Linked DNA regions of Mus musculus: regions 1, 2, 4, 5, 6 and 7 are each linked to region 3. Evidence: chromatin contacts called from public Hi-C and promoter capture Hi-C data. All regions are on one chromosome and are shown on one strand. The core of a region is the stretch at or near the end of the contact, and the rest is flanking DNA. Distances in the headings are between cores, read along the strand shown.

Evidence for each region. Promoter capture Hi-C pulls out the DNA fragments that hold promoters and counts their contacts. Hi-C and Micro-C count contacts between places; a contact is called where the count stands out from the background. Capture Hi-C pulls out chosen DNA fragments and counts their contacts.
Region 1: a promoter capture Hi-C map of pre-B cells shows a contact between it and region 3, with 2.7 times the contacts expected there. The contact joins the promoter of Zfp687 here to the promoter of Rbm8a in region 3. A contact is called at or near these places in 3 of 39 promoter capture datasets (liver and pre-B cells) and 2 of 9 other capture datasets (adipose tissue and liver).
Region 2: a Hi-C map of B cells shows a contact between it and region 3, with 7 read pairs. The contact joins the promoter of Mindy1 here to the promoter of Rbm8a in region 3.
Region 4: a contact with region 3 is called in a promoter capture Hi-C map of adipose tissue, with 3 times the contacts expected there. The contact joins the promoter of Pi4kb here to the promoter of Rbm8a in region 3. A contact is called at or near these places in 4 of 39 promoter capture datasets (liver, neutrophils and pre-B cells) and 2 of 9 other capture datasets (adipose tissue and liver).
Region 5: a contact with region 3 is called in a promoter capture Hi-C map of pre-B cells, with 2.5 times the contacts expected there. The contact joins the promoter of Anxa9 here to the promoter of Rbm8a in region 3. A contact is called at or near these places in 1 of 39 promoter capture datasets (pre-B cells), 1 of 484 Hi-C or Micro-C datasets (B cells) and 1 of 115 datasets of contacts at active chromatin or transcription factors (bone marrow-derived macrophages).
Region 6: a contact with region 3 is called in a promoter capture Hi-C map of pre-B cells, with 2.7 times the contacts expected there. The contact joins the promoter of Cdc42se1 here to the promoter of Rbm8a in region 3. A contact is called at or near these places in 1 of 39 promoter capture datasets (pre-B cells) and 1 of 9 other capture datasets (liver).
Region 7: a contact with region 3 is called in a promoter capture Hi-C map of pre-B cells, with 5 times the contacts expected there. The contact joins the promoter of Psmd4 here to the promoter of Rbm8a in region 3. A contact is called at or near these places in 2 of 39 promoter capture datasets (liver and pre-B cells) and 1 of 9 other capture datasets (liver).

Annotation. Positions count from the first base shown.
Region 1 is chr3:95,014,115-95,016,814 of GRCm38.p6, forward strand. It overlaps Zfp687 (zinc finger protein 687), which reads right to left and starts at 1,343. Exons shown (of 9, transcript NM_001357863.1): 1 at 1,206-1,343. 4930481B07Rik (a long non-coding RNA gene) reads left to right here and starts at 1,415. Exons shown (of 2, transcript XR_003954670.1): 1 at 1,415-2,163; 2 at 2,527-2,700.
Region 2 is chr3:95,281,547-95,284,246 of GRCm38.p6, forward strand. Mindy1 (MINDY lysine 48 deubiquitinase 1) reads left to right here and starts at 1,389. Exons shown (of 10, transcript NM_199475.1): 1 at 1,389-2,079. Prune1 (prune exopolyphosphatase) reads right to left here and starts at 530. Exons shown (of 8, transcript NM_173347.2): 1 at 39-530. The coding sequence starts at 77.
Region 3 is chr3:96,628,478-96,631,177 of GRCm38.p6, forward strand. Rbm8a (RNA binding motif protein 8a) reads left to right here and starts at 1,451. Exons shown (of 6, transcript NM_001102407.1): 1 at 1,451-1,551; 2 at 1,825-1,884; 3 at 2,000-2,077; 4 at 2,389-2,525. The coding sequence starts at 1,485. It also overlaps the pseudogene 6330549D23Rik.
Region 4 is chr3:94,973,443-94,976,142 of GRCm38.p6, forward strand. Pi4kb (phosphatidylinositol 4-kinase beta) reads left to right here and starts at 1,289. Exons shown (of 11, transcript NM_175356.3): 1 at 1,289-1,643. B230398E01Rik (a long non-coding RNA gene) reads right to left here. Exons shown (of 4, transcript XR_003954666.1): 2 at 1,907-2,700.
Region 5 is chr3:95,313,843-95,316,542 of GRCm38.p6, forward strand. Anxa9 (annexin A9) reads right to left here and starts at 1,338. Exons shown (of 14, transcript NM_001379545.1): 1 at 961-1,338. Cers2 (ceramide synthase 2) reads left to right here and starts at 1,348. Exons shown (of 11, transcript NM_029789.2): 1 at 1,348-1,503. It overlaps LOC115489748, which reads right to left and starts at 1,954. Exons shown (of 2, transcript XM_030252979.1): 1 at 1,915-1,954; 2 at 902-1,722. The coding sequence starts at 1,954. The coding sequence ends at 920.
Region 6 is chr3:95,227,082-95,229,781 of GRCm38.p6, forward strand. It overlaps Cdc42se1 (CDC42 small effector 1), which reads left to right and starts at 1,343. Exons shown (of 5, transcript NM_172395.3): 1 at 1,343-1,784. It overlaps Mllt11 (myeloid/lymphoid or mixed-lineage leukemia; translocated to, 11), which reads right to left and starts at 1,596. Exons shown (of 2, transcript NM_019914.4): 1 at 1,003-1,596.
Region 7 is chr3:95,041,245-95,043,944 of GRCm38.p6, forward strand. It overlaps Psmd4 (proteasome (prosome, macropain) 26S subunit, non-ATPase, 4), which reads right to left and starts at 1,370. Exons shown (of 10, transcript NM_008951.2): 1 at 1,264-1,370. The coding sequence starts at 1,289.

The DNA.
Region 1 (2,700 bases), core at 93-2,592, 1.6 Mb before region 3:
AGTACAAACCAATGGGGACTAAGAAAACACCTGCGAACCTACCTCTCCCAACCACCTCCCTCTGGCGTGCAAGTGACTTGGAGGTCATCCGATAGCCACCTGGAGCAGACAGTGGGCCAAACACAGAGGCTTAAGGCCAATGAAGATCCTCCACTCAGCCGCCAGGCCTGTGGAGCTGCCATCTCCCTACCTACTTTCCCCCTCTGTTCTTCAAAAGCAAAGGGGGCTTAACAAGAAAAGGGTGAACAGACACCGGTAGGGTGGGGGCTCCATTGCCCTTTGCCCAAGGCCTACAGCGCAGAGCAAAAGGAAGGGGCCAGAGCACGGCCAGGGGCGATTAGGTTGCGGCCAAGCTGGGCAGCGGGCGGCATTTAAGTCCCTGCCATCTGCCAGGGACTGGCGCGGAAAGTAAGTCCGGGGTTTCGGGTAGGGGACAAGAAGTACATTTAAAAACTAAAGGGTAAACTGAGGCGAGTGGTGCTTCTTTCACTTTCACCGGCTAAGAACTCAAGGGAGGGCCTCGGTGAGGCCAGGCCCTTAGGATCTGCGGCGCTGCACATTGGGGGCCAGGACTCCCCGGCAGTGGGGAGTGGCGCGAGGGGAGTGGAGACACAAGAGGGGGCGGTCCCTGCGTGATTCTAAGCTCTGCAGCCAGGTCAGTCCAGACTCGAACCTGGTCCCCTTCATCTCTGCGCGCCGGGCAGCTTGCCCTGTCTCTGACCCCCAGAGGCTCTCCCCAGACCCGAGTGACTGCAAGGAGCTCGCCAGGATCGAGGCGCTAGCCTGAGTCCTGCCTGGGTCCGGACGCTGACCAGCACCCGGTCGGGATGCAGGCTCCTCTCCTGCTGGGCCCAATTCCCCCGCCCCCACCGCCCGGCACGGACACCATTTTAGGTCGCGACATCCCGCAGCCTCGAGTCCCCCGGCCGCACTCTGACTGCCTCTCAGTCTAAGAGCGCCAGGACTTAGGGGTCCAGGAACCCCCTCCCACGTTACCAGGCTAGGGGGCCGTGCTTCCAGCAAACTGGAGTTCCCACCGGTGGTCCTCGAAGAAGAAGGCGGCGACCCGGCCAGGCCAGCAGCCGCCCCAGGGGGCGGCGGCACGGAGAAGGGGGTAGTTGACCAAGTGGGGGAGGGGCAGGGGTATTTACCCGCCCCCCCGGGGGGCGGAGCCAGGGGCGGGTATTTGCCGCGAGCGTGCTTACTTGTTCCGATCCTGGTGCGGGCTGAGACCCTACGGCCTCCTCCCGGTTCCAGCCGCCACCGCCGCTACCGCCGCCGCCGCCCTCCCCGCGGCCGCCGCTACTTCCTGCTTCTCTCCGCTTCGGCCTCCCCTCTCCCTCAGCTCCCTCCGTGCTCCTAGTCCGGGCTGCCCGCTTTCATACTCGCCATTGGCTAATGGACCTGTCATTCAACTGTGAGCCCCACCCAGTCCCGTATGGGATTGGCCCTCCATACCCCGCTCGGAACTGGCCCCTCATAGTCTTCTCATCACTATTGGACAAAGGGCCTGGGCCCTGTGGAGAAGGTTCTCCCCATTGGCTGCTCCGGAGTCCACCTGCCCTGTCTGAGCAGCCCGAAAGCCATTGGCCGCCGCCGCTGTCGCTTAGCAAGAAGCCAGCCTTAGTCTTCGCTTTGGGTTGCGAGGGGTGACTAGCTAGCTCAGAAGCGTAGCCATCCTCTCTCCATTGGTCGCTCGAAGCTGGACACTGTGCCTCACATCTACAAACTTAGGAACTCTAGCTGTATGGCGGCGCGTCTAGGGGAACCTCGTCGGCTCCGTGTGGAACCTGGGTGTTTTAAGTGTTCGTGCCGTTTCCTCAGGCTAAGCCGCGCTCGAACGGATGCGGTGCTGGGGGTCACAAAATGAGGTGCCACCCCCAAACATTACGTCATCGGGGTGACCATTGCCTGGGGTTCCTCGCAGTCTAAACTGCTTTATAATCCGGATGGATGCGGTTCTGGCGTCCGCCTGCCTCTGGGCGTACGCACCACGCACGGCCCCTCCCTCTGCGGGAGAGCTGGACAGACTTTGGGATTCCGAGTGTAAAAGAAACCGGAACCACCGAGACCTGAGACCTGGGACACGCTGCGACCGGAAGTGGGGGAGGTGACGTTGGGAAGTGCTGGCGTGGCCTGGGCCACAACCAAGGAGAGCTTAAGGTAGTATGCTGATAGGCTTCTTACGCGAGAGAAGGAGGGAGCCCAGATCTATTTCCCATTTAAGAGAGCTCCCTTTTCTCCGCCCCTGACGGGAGCTGGCATTACTGTTCCCGTTGAGCTTTCCCGCGCTTTGCTGCCCCGCCCCTTGGAGGTGGGAAAAGGGGCGGAGTCGCCAGGGAGACGAATTGCCTTGACACTCACCCACCTGCGCTGGCTCAGGTTTTTGCTGGATCCATCTGCAGGCCCAGTGTGCCACCTGGCGCGCTCTCTACCCTGGCCCCGCGCCGCCGCCGCCCACCGCGACCGCAGCCGTTTCAAATGACAAGGGTTTTTAAATTTCTGTTTTATTTTCACTTTTTGCAGTGTTCGGAGTGGAACCTAGTGCTTCACCCAGTCCAAGCAAGCAGCCCACCGACATAGCAGCTTGGCGAGTGTTTTTGTTTTGTTTTGGCGATACTGATTATTGGACGTTGGGAGTCGCACACGCTTGGCAGGTGCACTCGTAACACTGAAGCTACTCTATACCCTATCACTTTT
Region 2 (2,700 bases), core at 139-2,638, 1.3 Mb before region 3:
CGCTGCATTCCTTTCGGTCACGGACTGGGACCCGTTACCTGCAAAGCGGCTCGACAGTCCTGCAGGTAGTCCTCCATGGTAAAGCCCGAGGTGTGCCGTTGCCCCTCAGCCAGGAGAGGTAACCCGGCAGAATGTACCCCGCCCTAGACCTAGGGTCTAGAGCCGAGAGTCAGGGGGCGGGACTCGAACCCGCCACTAAAGGGTTCGGCCTCCGAACCCCAGGAGGAAGTGCGTAATCCGGCACTCCGGGAGTCCGGCGTTGCCCCGCCCCCCAGCGGCAGAGGCTGGGTTCTGAGCCCAAAGACTCATGGGACGTCAAGGAGGAGTATGGTATATCGCGGTGCCTCCTGGGAAATGTAGTCCAGCAGCTCGTGTTTGTCCTCAAGTGAGCAGTTTTCGGAGGGCTATGACATGCAAATTGTGTATGTGTCACAATAACTCGCCTTTATGGCATCTGAACTTGCAGATAGGACTAAGTATAGTACCTTTCCATATATTACACCGAAAATCTGTTCGAGATTGATGTAAATTAATCTCTCAATTTTTTTTAAAATACAAATTCTTTCTATCTAGCCCAACCTGTCTGGAATTTGTAATCTTTCTCCTCAGTTTCCTGAATACTGGATTCACAGGCCTGGTTTGGTTAGGACTTTAAATTACAACATTGCTGTACATATTATTTATTAAAATAGCTTCCCTGGTTAGGTGTTTTTTCTTTCTTTTTTTTAAATTCTCCCCTTTACCAAACTGACAAATCGTGATCAATGTGTTTGTTCACGATAGGAAAACATTACCATAATGTTTGACTTGTTTTCTTAAAACCTACTGTCGTGCCAACTCTTCCTCCTTCTTCATAGCCTTTCTTCTACAGCCTGAGCAAATACTCCTCATTCATGGGCTGTTGCAACCGTGACTTTGCTTCCTGGGTCTCTGTTGCAACAGTTCTCTCGGCTTTCCGAGTTGCTTGAAGCCTTATCCTTTGGCCGTCACATCAATAGAGTTTAGAGGAGCCTTCAGAACCTAAGGCTGGGTTCCAACATCCCTTAACTGCCACTTGCGTGTCCCAGGGCAGACTACTTGGGGGGAAAATGTCCCTTCATCATAACATGTTCCCTCATTTTTTAATCTATCCCCAGATCGTCCTGCTTCTCGGGGAGGTGAGAAGAGGCAGAAGAGCGTCTTCCTCGCCCCCGACCAGGTACACAGCTGAACCAGTTTCATTCCTAGCCTTTCAAAAAAAGCATACGGGGAAGAAGGGAAGCCTTGGGAAAGAGCTCAGGGGCTCCAGAAAACCAGGAGTGGGAATTTTCTTTCTTATTGAACGAGTACATATGCAAACACAACGCCCTTCCGCCCTGCTTTCTTGGCTCCAGAGCAGAGGGCTGCGGCGGGCATCCAGGGAGGTCTAATCAACAGCCGCTGTCCCGCCCTGCTCCTCCGGGCTCTGCCAGGCCGCTTGCTTTTCCCGGTTCTCACCAGAGAGGCACACGCGCTCCGTCCCTTCCAGCGGCAGGCGGAGGGAAGAGAAAGGGTCTGTTGTTTTTCTCTCTTCCTTTCTGCGGCTCACCGGGCTGCTGACCGGCTCAGACAGCCCTGATGGAAATCCTCGGTAGCTGAGCAGGCCCCTCCTCCTCCTCCTCCTCTAGGGACCGCGTCCTTGGCTAATTTGTCTTTGTCCGGACAGGGGGAAAAGAGGGACAGAGAGAAGAAAAAGAAAAACCACAAACTTCCTTTGAAAGCCAGTTTGTAGGCACGGCCTGGAGCGCACGCCGGAGGCTCGGTGACTCGGGAATCCTGAAGACTCTGGGAAGCCAGGCGGGACCGCCTGCGCTGTGCCTTGCTTGTCCTCGGCCCCGACCCTGCTCCAGCGTCCCCCGTATTGGGCGTGTGTCCGGAAGTGGCAGCGACCCAGGCTGGACGCCGCGAGAGTAAACCCGTGTCAAGCCGTGTAAGCTCTGGGGCTGACAGCTGGGAGGCGGCTGGCGCAGTCGGCGCCCCTCAACGATGTCCCCACCTCCCGCGTAGAACCGCCAGAGTTGAGTCCTCTCCCAGTGCCGGAACCTCATCTACCTCTTTGAGGTAAAAACTTTTGTTTTCAAACTATCTTCACCTCGTCTCGCAGCTCTCCCTACCCTCTCTGGGCGAAGTTGACACCTGATGTCCCATCTGTGGTCTCTTAAGTCTGGGTCGCTTACAGGATCCCAGGCACCCGGAGCAGTAAGAGATGGAGCAGTAAAAGAGATGCGGTCTTCAATTTCCCCCTTATAAACCCAAACCCTCTCTCTCCCTCTCCTAGAGAGCCAGAATTACAGGGCTTGCTGTATTCTAGAGGAATCTCAAAGCATGTTGGCATGAAGAATTGCATTTGGTTGGAAAGATTGGGTAATACCAGTTAAAGACGTAGGGAGAAGAGTCCTGAGGGTGGGTGAAGTCTTTAAGGATATACCTATTTCATATGCTTTTCCCACTCTGTGAATAGTATCTGCTGCTGACTAGGAAAGGACCAGAGATTTGACTCCCTGTGGGTCACCATAGGTAATTCCAGGAAGAGGAGGTGTAGATTTGGACTGAGGAAAGAAGAGGAGGGACAGGGCCATAACCCCTGTTTGTTTGGGTCCCCCTCCCCTCATGCTTTCCTCTGGCCTTGCAGGGTGCAGCCCTGTTGCTCTTCCTGCCCTGACACTGGAGCTGTCCTCATTC
Region 3 (2,700 bases), core at 201-2,700:
TTCTGGAGGTCCTGAGTTCAAATCCCAGCAACCACATAGTGGTTTACAACCATCTGTAATGGGATCTGATGCCCTCTTCTAATGTGTCTGAAGACAGCTACAGTGTACTCAAATAAATAAAAAATAAACAAACAAAAAAAACCACCTGAGCGGGGAAGTGGTGGCACATGCCTTTAATCCCAGCACTTGGGAGGCAGAGACAGGCGGATTTCTGAGATCGAGGACAGCCTCGAAATACAGAGTGAGTTCCAGGACACCCAGAGCTACACAGAGAAACCCTGTATTGAAAAGAAAAAAAACAAAAACAAAAACACCTGAGATGGTTCTTCTCAGTTGTCAGGCTTACTCTCTCTGGAATGAACTACAAATCCAGAAATGAGGGGCACACCTGTGATTTTCTGTTTGGTGGAGTGGGTAGATCCACTTCTAGTCCAGACTTTAGGTAGGAAAGAACACCTCTGAGCTACATCTAGAGGCAGGAAGACACAGGCTTTTCTTTAATCTTTTGTTTGTTTGTTTTGTTTTTGTTTTTGGAGACAGGGTTTCTCTGTGTAGCCCTGGCTGTCCTGGAACTCACTCTGTAGACCAGGCTGACCTCGAACTCAGAAAGCTGCCTGCCTCTGCCTCCCAAGTGCTGGGATTAAAGCGGGCAGGCACACCTTTAACCTGGGCCACACCTTTTGCTGAAGCCTATATAAAAACATGGATGAAGGAAACTTTTGCACTTTGCCTTGCTCATAAGTCCGTTTCTTCACCGGCACTGGAGCCTACTTTTTCTGGATTCTAGACCAGCTGAGACATCCAGCCTTGTGGAACTAAGCAAATACTAGATTCTTCGACTTTCTGGACACATCTAGTTATTCTCCAATTAGCTGGACTGCAGCCCGTAAGTCATTTCAATAAACCCATATATGTAGATATGTATCAAAGGATTTCTTGCTAGTTGAAAGTTTTATGAGAAAGTCACTGACTTCACTCACCCTTTAAATTTGCCCCAACGCGGCTGCGCTCCGGACCTTCAATCTACCTGATCAACTTGGCTGTAGAACTTCCGAAACCACTTTATTTTACTTTTTATGTTTTTGAGAAAGGGTCTCATTCTGTAGCCTTGGAGCCCGGCGTGGTAGCACAGGCTTTTAATCCCAGCAGCATGTGGAAGGGGAATATAGTTGGATATCTGTAACTTCGAGCCCAGCTAGGGCTATATAGAGAGACCCTGCCTCAAAAGAAAAGAAAACAAAACACAATCACAAACCATGTAGCCTACGGCCTCATACTCGCAGAGCTCCATCGGGGTCCCAGAGTGCTGGACGTTTCTAGCGCTTCATAGTGGGGCCGCCTACATTGGCGAATTTTCACCGCGCCGAGGGCGGGACTTGGAGGCAACCTTTAATTGGTCAGCCTAACTCGTGACGTTTTTCTTCTGCGACAGCTTCCCGAGGTGCTTAGCTTCTAGAGACTCAGAAAGCGCCGAGAGAAGCAAGATGGCGGACGTGCTGGATCTTCACGAGGCGGGGGGCGAAGATTTCGCCATGGATGAGGATGGGGACGGTGAGGAGAGTGGAGGCGACTGCGGGAAGAGGGGAAGGTGCGAGAGGGGAATGCAGTAGAAATTTTCCTGGGACGTCACCCCACGAACTGGGTCTGAAAAGATAGACTCCTCCCCCTTGGGAAAGGAATTAGGGGCGGAACTGGGAAGGGACTGAAGCTGGAGTCTGTGTCGAAGCTTCCAGATAGTCTAGGAAACGCGACAGGTTTTTTTTGTTTTTTTTTTCAAATGACTCTTATTTTTGTTGCTTCTTATTTTCTCACCTGGAACTCTAGAAAGCATCCACAAACTAAAAGAAAAAGCAAAGAAACGGAAGGGCCGCGGCTTTGGCTCCGGTGAGTGTGGGGAATAGGGTAGAGTGGTCTAAGAGGCAGAAGCCCGCGAATTTGGGAGTGTGAGGGGGACACATTTGGAGGACAGTTTTCGGTGATCTGGTATGAATTCTTTTAGAAGAGGGGTCCCGAGCGCGGATGCGGGAGGATTACGACAGTGTGGAGCAGGACGGCGATGAACCTGGACCACAGCGCTGTAAGTAAATAGGACCTATGGGGAGTCTGTGTGCACTGGCACTCAAATGCAAAGTAAAGAGTTGTTTAACCAGTCTCAGAAAATTGCTTATTGTAGGTTCTTTTCAGAATTTTTCTTTTTTAGTTTGTTTGGTTTTGGGTTTTTTTGTTGTTGTTGTTTTGGATACAGGGTTTCTCTGTTAAGCCCTGGCTGTCCTGAAACTCTTTTTGTAGACCAGGTTGGCCTCAAACTCACAAATCTGCCTGCCTCTGCCTCCTGAATACTGGGCTTTTTAGCTTACATGTTCATACAACACTTTCCCTACCCAACAGCTGTTGAAGGTTGGATTCTCTTTGTCACTGGAGTCCACGAAGAAGCCACTGAAGAAGATATCCATGACAAATTCGCTGAATATGGGGAAATAAAAAATATTCACCTTAATTTGGACAGGCGCACGGGATACTTGAAGGTAGATTTTCTTGCTTCCCTCACTTACAACTCTTAGATACATTGATTATGTTGTTTTTGTGAGTTGATCAAGCACAGGTAGGAAGTGAAATGACATTGGAAATTGATTTTGTTACCCACATGAAAGAGACAGAAACAGAATGAGCATGTTTGTGTATATAATGGGGATATGTGGT
Region 4 (2,700 bases), core at 39-2,538, 1.7 Mb before region 3:
TCAATAACAGACATGTAGTACTATAACCCATACTTTCTTGATCCCCTCCCCCAAACCTTAGAAAATGTTATTACATCAGATACTACTGTTGTTAATGTAGTGCTATAATAATATTGTCAATATTATTATACAGAAGTTGAGGGTTAGTCCAGCTTGGGGGCATGTGGATATATTCCCACATGTTCCACAGGCCAGTGGCTTGAGCCAAGGAATATCACAAGCAGCCTGGGAAAAATAGACTGTCTCTAAAAAGGGAAAGAGGATAGGAAGGAAGCTAGAGAAGAAAGGGAAAGAAAAAAAAAGGAAACAAAGATCTCAAATCAGCTTATAAGTGCAATGAAGATGTCACCCAAGAGCTAGGCTCAACCCGTAGAATATTAAGAACCTACCCGCCTGCAGTGGTGGCACACGTCTTTAGGCGTAGCACTTGGGAAGCAGAGGTCGACAGATTTCTAAGTTCAAGGCCAGCCTGGTCTACACAGTGAGTTCCAGGACAGCCAGGGCTACACAGAGAAACCCTGTCAAACAAACCTACCCTTACAAGGGGCCTAAGATACTAAGAAAAGTCCCAGGAAAAGCGTTGGGACAGTGATTGTGGGGGGGGGGGGAGGGGTCTATGAGGCCTGTCTCACATGATTTTGTAGCCTTCGGAAAAGGAATAAGCCAAACTTTTGTCATTTCACTCACTTTTCCTAAGCTGGCTTGTCCAGCCTCTGTTAAGGCTTTGGCAGCTGGGGTGACCTTGGAAGCAGCACCTTGTCCCAGAGTGATGGTGCGAAACAGTGAAAGATTGAGGCGGTTGGACTGGGCCATTCCTGAAGCTATAGGGGCAAACTCATGGCATCATCCTTAAAGATGAGTAGGAAGAGGGAAATGAAGGTGATTGTACTCCTTTTTTCGTCCCTTCTCTTTCTTGTCTGTTTTCTGGCCCTCCTGCATGGGTCCTACCGGCTGACTTACGAAAGAAATCCCGTAGGATAGGAGAGGGAGAAAAAAGCCACTGGTGGCAGTTACGGTAACTCAGTGGTTTACGCAAATGAATAGTTTATATATAATTTGCATGTTCATACACTTTTGGAAGTACATAAAATATCGGTACCTCCACGTCCCTCCACTGATCTTACCCACGCTACTTCCCTCTCGGCTTCCTTAGTAAAGCCTGTCTCTTAGGCCCGCCCTCAAACACAGGGCCCGCCTTCCCCCGTAAGCCCCTCCTCCCTGCCCCCCCTCCCTAGCTTCCAAAAGCTCTTCCCCGCCCCCTTTTCCTTTCTGAACAGGCGTGAGTCGGGCAGCTCACTCGACTCAGATTACGATGGCATCAGTAGTGTCCTGACACCGGGAAGCAGGAAAGCAATCTCCCGGAAGAAAGGCTCGGGCCCAGGGGACTCTTACATCGGAACCCGCCAAGGAATTGTTATTTTGTGTCCTGCTAGTGGGGTCCGGTCCAACTTGAAGTTGCGTGAAGGCCCCTTCAGGCGGCGCCGCGGGCAGCCCCGCAGCCGGGGCCTGGAGCAGCCGCCGCGGCCGCTGTCAGGGAAGCGCAGGCGGCCAATGGAACCCGGGAGCGGCCGCTGCTGCTGAGGCGGCGGTGTCGGCAGTCCGACCCCGACCGCCTGCACCCCCTCCGCGAGGGTTCCCCGGAGGTAAGCGGCTCCTCCCCCGTGAGTCGCCTTTGCCTGTGTGTGTGTGTGGGGGGGTCCTTCTGCCACCCTGTCCCGCCCAGCCTACCGCGACCTGGGTTCGACTACAAAACTGCCCCCCTGGTGGCAGCTGCACCCCGAGGTCCTTCACCCTTTCCTCTCGGGCCCGGGGTAGTCTTCTCTGCTTTCTGGCTTCCTCTTCAGTTTAGCCCCTCCCTCTGCCCCGTGGATTCCACCTCCCCACCAGCAGGACACACACTTCGTACCTCTGTTGCCTCTGTTCCGTAACTATCTTCCTAAGTCGTGAACCTTTTCCACATTTGACCCCTTCTACAATATCATCCATGTTTGCCTTCCTCGCCGTTTGTGTTTCTGCTCACAAGCCTCTTCCATGGACTCCGCCTTTATCCCTTTTCCTATTTTGCCCCACTCTTCCGAGTCTGTGCAATCTCAGCACAGAGTTCTCATTTCCCTCAGCTACAGATTGTATCCCTCTCTTCTGCTTCCAATTCCATGACCTCACCATGACCCACTCCCCCAGCTCCTGACTTCCAAGAATTGCCTATTCCCTTCTCCTTAAAGGATCTCAGACTACTGTCATCATACCCAGATACCATCCACTTTGACCTTAGTCCTCAACCCCTCTCTAGGGTGCCTGATGATACCTGAAGCTGTCTTTGGCTTCTCTTTCCCCTTTCTCAATCTCCAGCCCTCTGGAGGGCTTCCCGTAGGAGAAAGCTCTGCCGTGAACACCCCTACAGATAGTGATTTCCAACTTTTGACATTCTCTCCAGGGATTTCCAACTTTTGACATTCTCTCCAGGATTCGGCTGATGTTTGTCTCCCTCGGCTCTGTTTTCCCTGTGGTCTTTAAGTGTTCTCTATCATGCCTTTTATCTCCACATATGATTTCAGATCAGCTAAAGCTTGAACTAAGAAGATGTGAGAGGATGGGGAGCCACAGTTGTCTCAAGCTTTTCTGGACAGATGTGTGTTTCTGAAGGATGAAGCAACTTTTAAAGAAGTCTATCAATCAGATTACATTTTGTTGAGTGTTTAA
Region 5 (2,700 bases), core at 88-2,587, 1.3 Mb before region 3:
TGTCATGTTCTTACTTACAGAGGACCCGTTTGATTCTCAGCACCCACATAGCTGCTTACAACCTTATATAACTCCAGTTCCAGGGAATCTGATATCCTCCACTGACCTTGTTGGCCACCAGACATTCGTGGAACACATGCATACATTCAGGCAAAACACTCACACACATAAATTTAAAAAGAAAAAACAAAACTATTTTATGAAGGTTTAAAAAAAAACATAGTCTCCCAAATGCTGGGACTGTGCTTGGGCATGAGATGTGAAATTGCACCAGGCAGGGTTTTGGTTTTGTTTTGTTTTGTATTTTTTTTGGTTTTTCGAGACAGGGTTTCTCTGTGTAGCCCTGGCTGTCCTGGAACTCACTCTGTAGACCAGGCTGGCCTTGAACTCAGAAATCCGCCTGCCTTTTCCTCCCAAGTGCTGGGATTAAAGGAGTGCGCCACCACTTCCCAGGGGATAGTTTTTAAAGCATTTTTTACATGGAAGAAGCTAAGCTTAACTCTCCCGGTTAAGGGTCACTTGACAACTTAGTCAAGTTCTGTCCATAATGGGAGTATGGGAGATGGGAGTTAAGGCTGCTGGGCGCTTTCTCTCTCTCTCTCCCCCCCATCCGTCCCCTTATTTATTAATTTATATGAGTACAATGTGGCTGTCTTCAGACGCACCAGAAGAGTGCATGGGATCCCAGATAGTTGTGAGTGACCATGTGGTTGCTAGGAATTTAACTCAGTATCTCTAGAACAGCAGTCGGTGTTCTTAACCGCTGAGCCATGTCTCCAACCTGCTGCTCTCTTCTTGAGGCATAGATTTTATGGGACTATTTAAGGGAAAACAGGTTCTAATACGAAACTGATCACGGCTAACCATAGTGTAGCCTGGAGTACATTTTACAAAAGGTTTGAGTAGCTCTGTTAGGACTCTAAACAGCAGGGCTGGGGGAGGGGGCATTGTGGATCTCACCGTAGGGAGCATCGGGATCTGTGCAGGGTTTTCTCCGCGTGCACCCTTCCTCTGATGCCCAGTGAAGCCGGACGATGGGATTGTAGCATTCAACCCGGGGGTAAATCATGGGCTGAGGTCGCCGACCACACCAGGGCCGCGGGGTTGGGCAGAGGCAGCCAGCTCTGAACTGCTCTGGGCTCAAGCACCAGGGGGTCCCTGACCAATGTCCGGGTGGGCCGCAACCGCGCCACTCAGAGACCCAGGCGCCCTGCGGGGCACGTGCCACCCGCCCCGTCGGGGCTCCTCCGCTCCATAGGCGCAGCGCAGGGTTCCGGGCACCGGGCCCCGCCCGGCCGCGGCCCACACCCAACTCAGCTCCGCTACTGGGCTCGGCCTGGGCTCGCCGGGGCTCGGCGGGCAAAGGAGGAAGGAGGGAGGGAGCCGCGGGCAGCGGAAGGGGGAGGAGAGGACCCGGCCCAGTCAGTGCGCACCGGCCGGGCGCTAGAAGTGGGAAACGGAGTAGCGGCGCCCGGGCCGGAGCAGCTCTGCACCGGACGCCGAGTAAGTCTGTGCGCGGGTCCGCGAGGGTGGCGGGGCAGTGACGGGCGCGGGGGCTCAGGGTGCAGCTCGGAGGGAGCGGGGCCTCCACCGGCTCATGGCGGCCGGCCTGCCGGAGGGCGGGCCGAGCGCTGCTGGAGCGGGCGATCCGGGCCCGGCTGGGGCCTCGGACCAGAGAAGGCCTGCGGGGCAACAGGTAGGGGGACTGGGGCCGGGCGCTCGCTCAGGATCCATGGTACAGACGCCCCTTTGTTAGGAGTGGAGCAGTAGCGGACCTTCGGTGCTAGAAGCCCCTGCGGGCCCGCGTGCGTCCTGGGGCCTGAGTGTGGAGGCCGAGGAGGAACGGTGGCGGCCCCTGCTGTTGCTGCTGTTGCTGCTACTGCTACCGCCGCCGCTGCCGCCTCTGTTTCTGACCCCCTTGTGCCCATCCCAAGAGGGAGGTCAGAGTGTCCATGTGCCTAACGGGAAACAGGAAGGAGTACACTCTTTAGTGTCTGTCCCGGCCCCAAAGGGCTCACATTCCTATACCGTTATGGGGCGTGTTTGGCCAGCTCTGGGTTGTAACTTGCTAATTACAGGCCCAGAGGCCCTCAAGTTAGTTGGCTACCTGCAGGTGGGTGGCATTTCTTTTTAGCCTGAGCTTGGGAATTCCTGTGCCTAAGCTGCACTCCTGGCATCCAAACCAGATCTCACTTATCCGAGTTTCCAGCCTCAGCTGTCAGGGTGTTCTAAGCGCTGTGAGGTCTGGAGTGAGCCGGTCTTCCCCAGAACTGAGTTAGGGAAGGCCTCCCCCAGAAATTACTTCTGTTTGTGTGAGAGCTGGGGTAGGGGGTCACTTCCCATCCCAGAGCTAAGGTGACTGTCTTGCATTTGTGATGGGGCCCCTAAGGTCAAATATTCCGTTCCTTAGGTCTTGTTTCTGGCCACATAGTGCCTAATTTCTAAGGGGTGTGGTGTGGTGTGCTGTGTGTGTGAACTAGTTCTGGTGCCTCTATTCTCACTGGAGCCTCTGACTAGGTTTCTCTCTGTCGCTGGCCACAGGGAGACTGACATTGTACAGTTCCTTTCAACACTACCCCATTTGCCGCTGCTACTTCAACCTACTGGCCTCTCCCTGTCTCTGGAAGGCATATTCTTATATAGTGTTTGGGGTTGGAGCAGGGAAGTTTGTGAAACATCCCAGAGAAGCCTGAGGCCACG
Region 6 (2,700 bases), core at 93-2,592, 1.4 Mb before region 3:
TTATCTATTTTTGCTTATCCTAAGGGCTCTGGATGGTGAAAATTGACATATTTGCTCAGTAAATGCCACCCAGTTATTTTATGCAGAGTAACTTCTAAATTTTCATTGTCTATTCTTAGAGATAAAATGATTAGTAGATACACACATTTAAAAGATACACTTTCTTTAAACTACCTGGACACACCCAAATACCCTTTGTCCAGATCCCCCCAAGAGCATTCAAGGCCTAATCCACAGGGCCTTGCTGTGTCATGCTGCCACCATGCAGTCTAAGGAGGGATGGTGGTGGATGAAAATGGAGGCTTCCTGGTATTTCTCATGTTGCTCTAGGATTTTCCTATTAGCCACAATCCTCCCCTTTTTCTAGGAGGAGCTGCAAAGACAAATCTGCTGTCATAAGTAGTTCCTGTGAGCTACACTGATTGCAGCATGCCATCGGGCAATCCCACAATGGCTCCCACCTGTCCCACCTAAAGCCTCTTTGGAGCAAAAATCTGAGATAGGGAGGAGATTGTTAAAGGTTCCAATCACTCTCAATAGCATCTCATGTTTAAAAAAAAAAAAAAGTACCCTACTCCCCAAACCTCCCTACAAGAGACAGAAAATCGAGGGGGATAGAAATACAAGGGAGTAGAGGCTACAATAATTACAGTAGGAATAAAGATTCACCAAATAACTGGTAGCAGAAATTATAGCTTGAAAAGGAAGATATAGATAACTAGACACTAGACAGAAGCCATTAGATGCACAGGGCAAAAATTATAGGAAAATGAATACATGAAATGAAGAGCTAAATGCCGAGAGATGATTACAGGTAAAGTGCTAGAAATGAATGCCTAGGTCCATGGTAAGGCATGGATGGAGATCTTAACAGATAAAAAATCTGGTAACGAATAGTAACCCATTGTTCATAGCGCCCCCTTCTCTCCTCTTAAACTGCCCCCCACCTCGGTCTCACACGGGGTCTTTCAAGCTTAAGAAGCGGTCCCTCGTCTTGGTTACCTGTTAGCAATGAATGACTAGGGTGTTCCGAAGACGGAAGGGATGCCTCAGGGGCTCGGGGGTCGGCTCTGGACTGGAGAGGAGGAGGCTGCTGAAGGAAGCTGTCGCGGATGTGACGGCTTTGTCTCCTCACGCCTTCTCCCTCGTCTGTGACAGAATCTGCCGCTGGGTCTCCCCTGCAATGCAGCCCCTCCTAGCAAGGGCGGAAGCACTCCCCGCCCCCTCTCTGCCTGACTCGGCTAATTCGAGGGATAGGTTCCGGAACACGCTATCCACCGTAGAGCCTCTCCGTCGGCTCGCACCGCACCCCCACCTCTCCAAGTACCCTCGTGCTGACTGGAGCGCATGGCTGAGCAGTTAATTGTCCTCTAACTTAGATGTATGGGTTAAAAAGTCTTCCGGTTAAACAACAGAATGGCCCTCCTTTCCCACTGTAAGGACTAAAGGGGACTTTGGGAGACTCAGAAAGGGCCCCAGCGCATCGTCCTCTCAGCGCCTGCAGCAGGTGGACAGACTAGCACAGACAGTTGGGGTGCCGCGGTTGTCCCCGAGCGCGGTGCTTGCCGCTGTCCCCGCGGGCCACGCCGTGCGCCCCGAAGCTGGGCGGAGCGCTGCGCTCCGCTCTCAGCCCCTGGGTTTCGTAATCGCGTCGCCGGCGTTTCCGCCCTCCGCCAGCCCCACCTCTGCCGGCCCGCCCTCAACTCCCCGCCGTGCCGAGAAGCAGCCAGGGGACCCGGAGTGGCGGAGCCCCCGCCCGCAGTGGGGACGCCGGGGAGCCGCAGGTAAGAGCGCCGGGCGAGCCGGGCTGCGCGCGGGCGGCGGGGAGGGGAGGGCAGGGCAGCGGGGAGGTCGCGATCACAGTACACGCGCGGGCGGCGCAAGCCACGGAGAGGCAGGGAAGCGGCGACTGCAGCGTGGGGCCGGGTGGAAGGTGCGAAGCGACAGGGGCTCCTCGCCGGCCCTCTAACCTGAGAGATCTGCTGTGCTAGAGAATCCGAAGTGGTGCTGGGCCCCGGAAGGTCTAAGCCAGAGTGAAGCAGCCACGGAGAACATTGACAGAGCCAGTACAATTCATCGAAGTTCCCATCCTGGGTCGCAGTGGGTGGGGGACGGAGCTGGAGTCTGACGGAGAATATTGGGGGAGGGGAAGAAATTAGGATCTCCTTCTGTTAACTTTTAAGTATCCCCAGCCCTTCCCTGGGGTTAGGGCAGGGTTGGTGCTCGGACAAATATCTGTAACTTGTTTGAAAATGGGGCCCATTCCTCTCTTGGGAGTCCCTCAGCAGCCCGCTATGTTTGGAGGGTCTCCACACAGGGACCAGCTGCATCCCCGGGCTTATAGCCAGAATTTGCCCACACGATTCTCAAGTCTCTTTCTCTCCAGCTGCTTCTTGCTTCTTGTGAAGGCTTGTCAGACAGCGGGTTGGAGAGGGAGGCCTTGGGGCCGGAGGCAGCGGGACCGGGAGAACCGGTTTGGGGCTACCACAGGCTCGGGGAACTACCTGTGTACATCCTTCCTCCCCACCTCTCTCCTGCTCGCCCCTCTACAGCTCTGAAGTGTGTAAGGCCCACCGGGACGATGACGGTGGTTTAGGGTTTGTCATTTCAAGTTCTGGGTTTCTGGTGGAAGTGAGAGGGGCCCTCCTGTCAAGGATGTGGCTTTCTGCGCTTTTGTCCCTGATCCCTCCTGGCTTCCTT
Region 7 (2,700 bases), core at 120-2,619, 1.6 Mb before region 3:
AAAAAAAAAAAGAAGGCAGCAGCAAACAACATGGGTGCTTGGAACCAAACTCTGTGCTCTTACCCACCCAACCATCTCACCACCCTCAACAAGTAACTATTTTGTTGTTGTTTTTGTTTTATTTTACCACCTTTTGAGACAGGGCTTCTCTGCATGTCCTAGAACTTGCTCTATAGACCAGGCTGGCCTCAACCCCTAAGAGATCCACCTGCCTCTGCTGCCCAAGTGCTGGGATTAAAGGTGTGTGCCACTACTGCCCGGCCCCAACAAGTAACTTGTAAGAGCAATATTTGGGTTGGACTTAAAATTCCCTTTCATACTAAAAAATCACTCATGATTTGCTTGAAATTCAAATTTAACTGGGCATTCTGGTAGTCTTATTTTGAGACAGAACCTTGCTAGGTAGTCCTGATCATGAAAACTCCCTGTCTCATCCTCCAAGTGCAGGAAACCAAGCTTAAGCCATCCTGCATTTAGGTGGCAGTGCTAGCCAATCTCCAAATGAAAACATGGGCCTAGTGACTCAAGTTTTTAATCCTACATACTCATTCCAAGTTCAAGGCCAACCTGTGCATCTTCTCAAATAGCGACTTCAAAGCCAGTCTGAGCTACAGTGTCAAAGCTCCATCTAAAACAATAATGATGACAAATAATAAATGCAATCCAGGTGTGTGATGAGGCTCATTGGTAGAGCACGTTCCCAGCGTTCACAATGCTCTGGATTCAATTCCCAGAAAACACAAAACAAAGTCCTCTTGTAGCCCTGAAAAAAAATATGTTCTCAGCTTTCTATTTATTTTCTTGTCCTCAGTTTCTAATCTAACTCTTAATAGGTACTCATCCCAAGTATAAACCTGATAAAACCTAGTTCATCCTGCTTATCACGGCCTCTTAATTTGCTGTGTGACTACAGCGGATCCCCTAAAGTCCTTCCGACTCATTATGAGACAAGGACTATTTTCCAAGAATGCGGTTGTGAGGTTTACATGCGATAAAGTACAGAGAAAAGAAAAACTTGGAGGCGAGTGGAGGGGGCAGTTGGCCTCTGCTTTATGGGAGACCTGAAATTCAGGGAAGGGAACAGGAGTTCCCGGGCCTGCGTTCCTGGGCCGGGATGACTCAGGGAGTCGTCTGCCAGAGTCCCGCGGGCCCCGAAGCCACATCTCGCCCGGCGACCCAGTCCCCAGCCCAGGCCCTCGGGTTTCGGCGCCACGCGCACCAACAACCCAGACGCGCCCCCCAGCCACGTCCGAAGCTCCTCACCAAACCATAGTGCTCTCCAACACCATCTTGCCTCCTTCCCTCTGCGGACCGGCTCCGGGACTGACAAACAACAGCACCTCCGATTGGCCTGGTGCTCATCACCAATCAAAGAACTCAGTCTTCATGCTGCCCCGCCTCCGCGCCCCGCGGTGTGTTCTGGGACTTGTAGGCGCCACAGAAATGGAAAGGTTGGTTATCCAATAGAGTTGGCTACCTTCGCAGCAGCTTCCGGAACAGCTGTAAGCTCTCTGCACTCGCCTGGCAGCAACACTCCAGTGTGAGGCAGGAGAGCTGTAATTTACCCCCTCTTCTGCTCTCTTTCTTTTGTATATTTGGGTTTTTGATTTGTTTTTGTTGTTACGGTTTGAAAAAGGATGACAGCAATTCGCTGTGGAGCTCAGGCTAATAAACTCTATTGCTTCACCTCCCAGTGCTGTTTACAAGGGGCACACTCATGCTAAGATCTGAACTGCAATTTCCAGGCCAACGTGGGCAACATAGCTACTACGTAGTGACACTGCCTCGAACACATAACAGACACTCATGAGTGCATACACTACTGTGGATATGTCAGTCCAAGCATAATCACTTAAAAAGTGTGTCAGCATCGTTAACCACATTTTAACTTCCTGTTTCCCATTGCACTGTGTTTATGCAACTGCTACAAACACTTGTATCCTCAAATTCGATTTACCTATCTACTGCCTACCAAAAAAAAAAAAAAAAAAAATCTATGCAATTCCTAACTCCAGTATTGAGTCTGACAGGATGAAGGAATCCAGAAAAGTTTTGACCAATTAAAAAAAAAAAAACAAACCAAAAAAAATTTTTAAGCGTTTGTGTGTGTATTCAGGCCCTGCAGAGGCTGGAAGAGAATATCAAATCCGGAACTGGAGTTCCAGGCAGCTGTGAGCTGCCTGTCTTGAGTTCTGGGAACCGAACTCTGGTCCTCTAGGAAGAGCAGTAAGCGCTCTCTCATAAGCACTGAGTCATTTCCCCAGCCCGCAGTAAACACCATGTAATCACCCAAGGAACGAAGGATAGCCAGCAAGTTATTTTGGTTTGTTAATTAACCTTTAACACCAACCCTTGGGAAGCAGAGGCAGGCATCTGTGGGTTTTAGACCAGCCTGATCTATATAATGAGTTCCAGGGCAGCCAGGGTTATACACAATAAGACCTTTTCTGGGGGTCAAAGAAAAGAAGACCTGTTGGCACTTGCCTGCGATCCCACCTATATAATGGAATGATTACAAATTCATGGTCATCTTGGAAATTTAGTGAGAGAATTCTCAAAAATAAAAAGGGAGAAGGGCTTAAAAGATGTCTCATAGTTAAGAGTCCATCCTGTTTTAGTAGAGGAGTAGCATTCTGTTCCCACCATCCATATGGGGTGGCTAACAGCTGCTTACAATTCCAGCCCCAGGGGACTTGATGA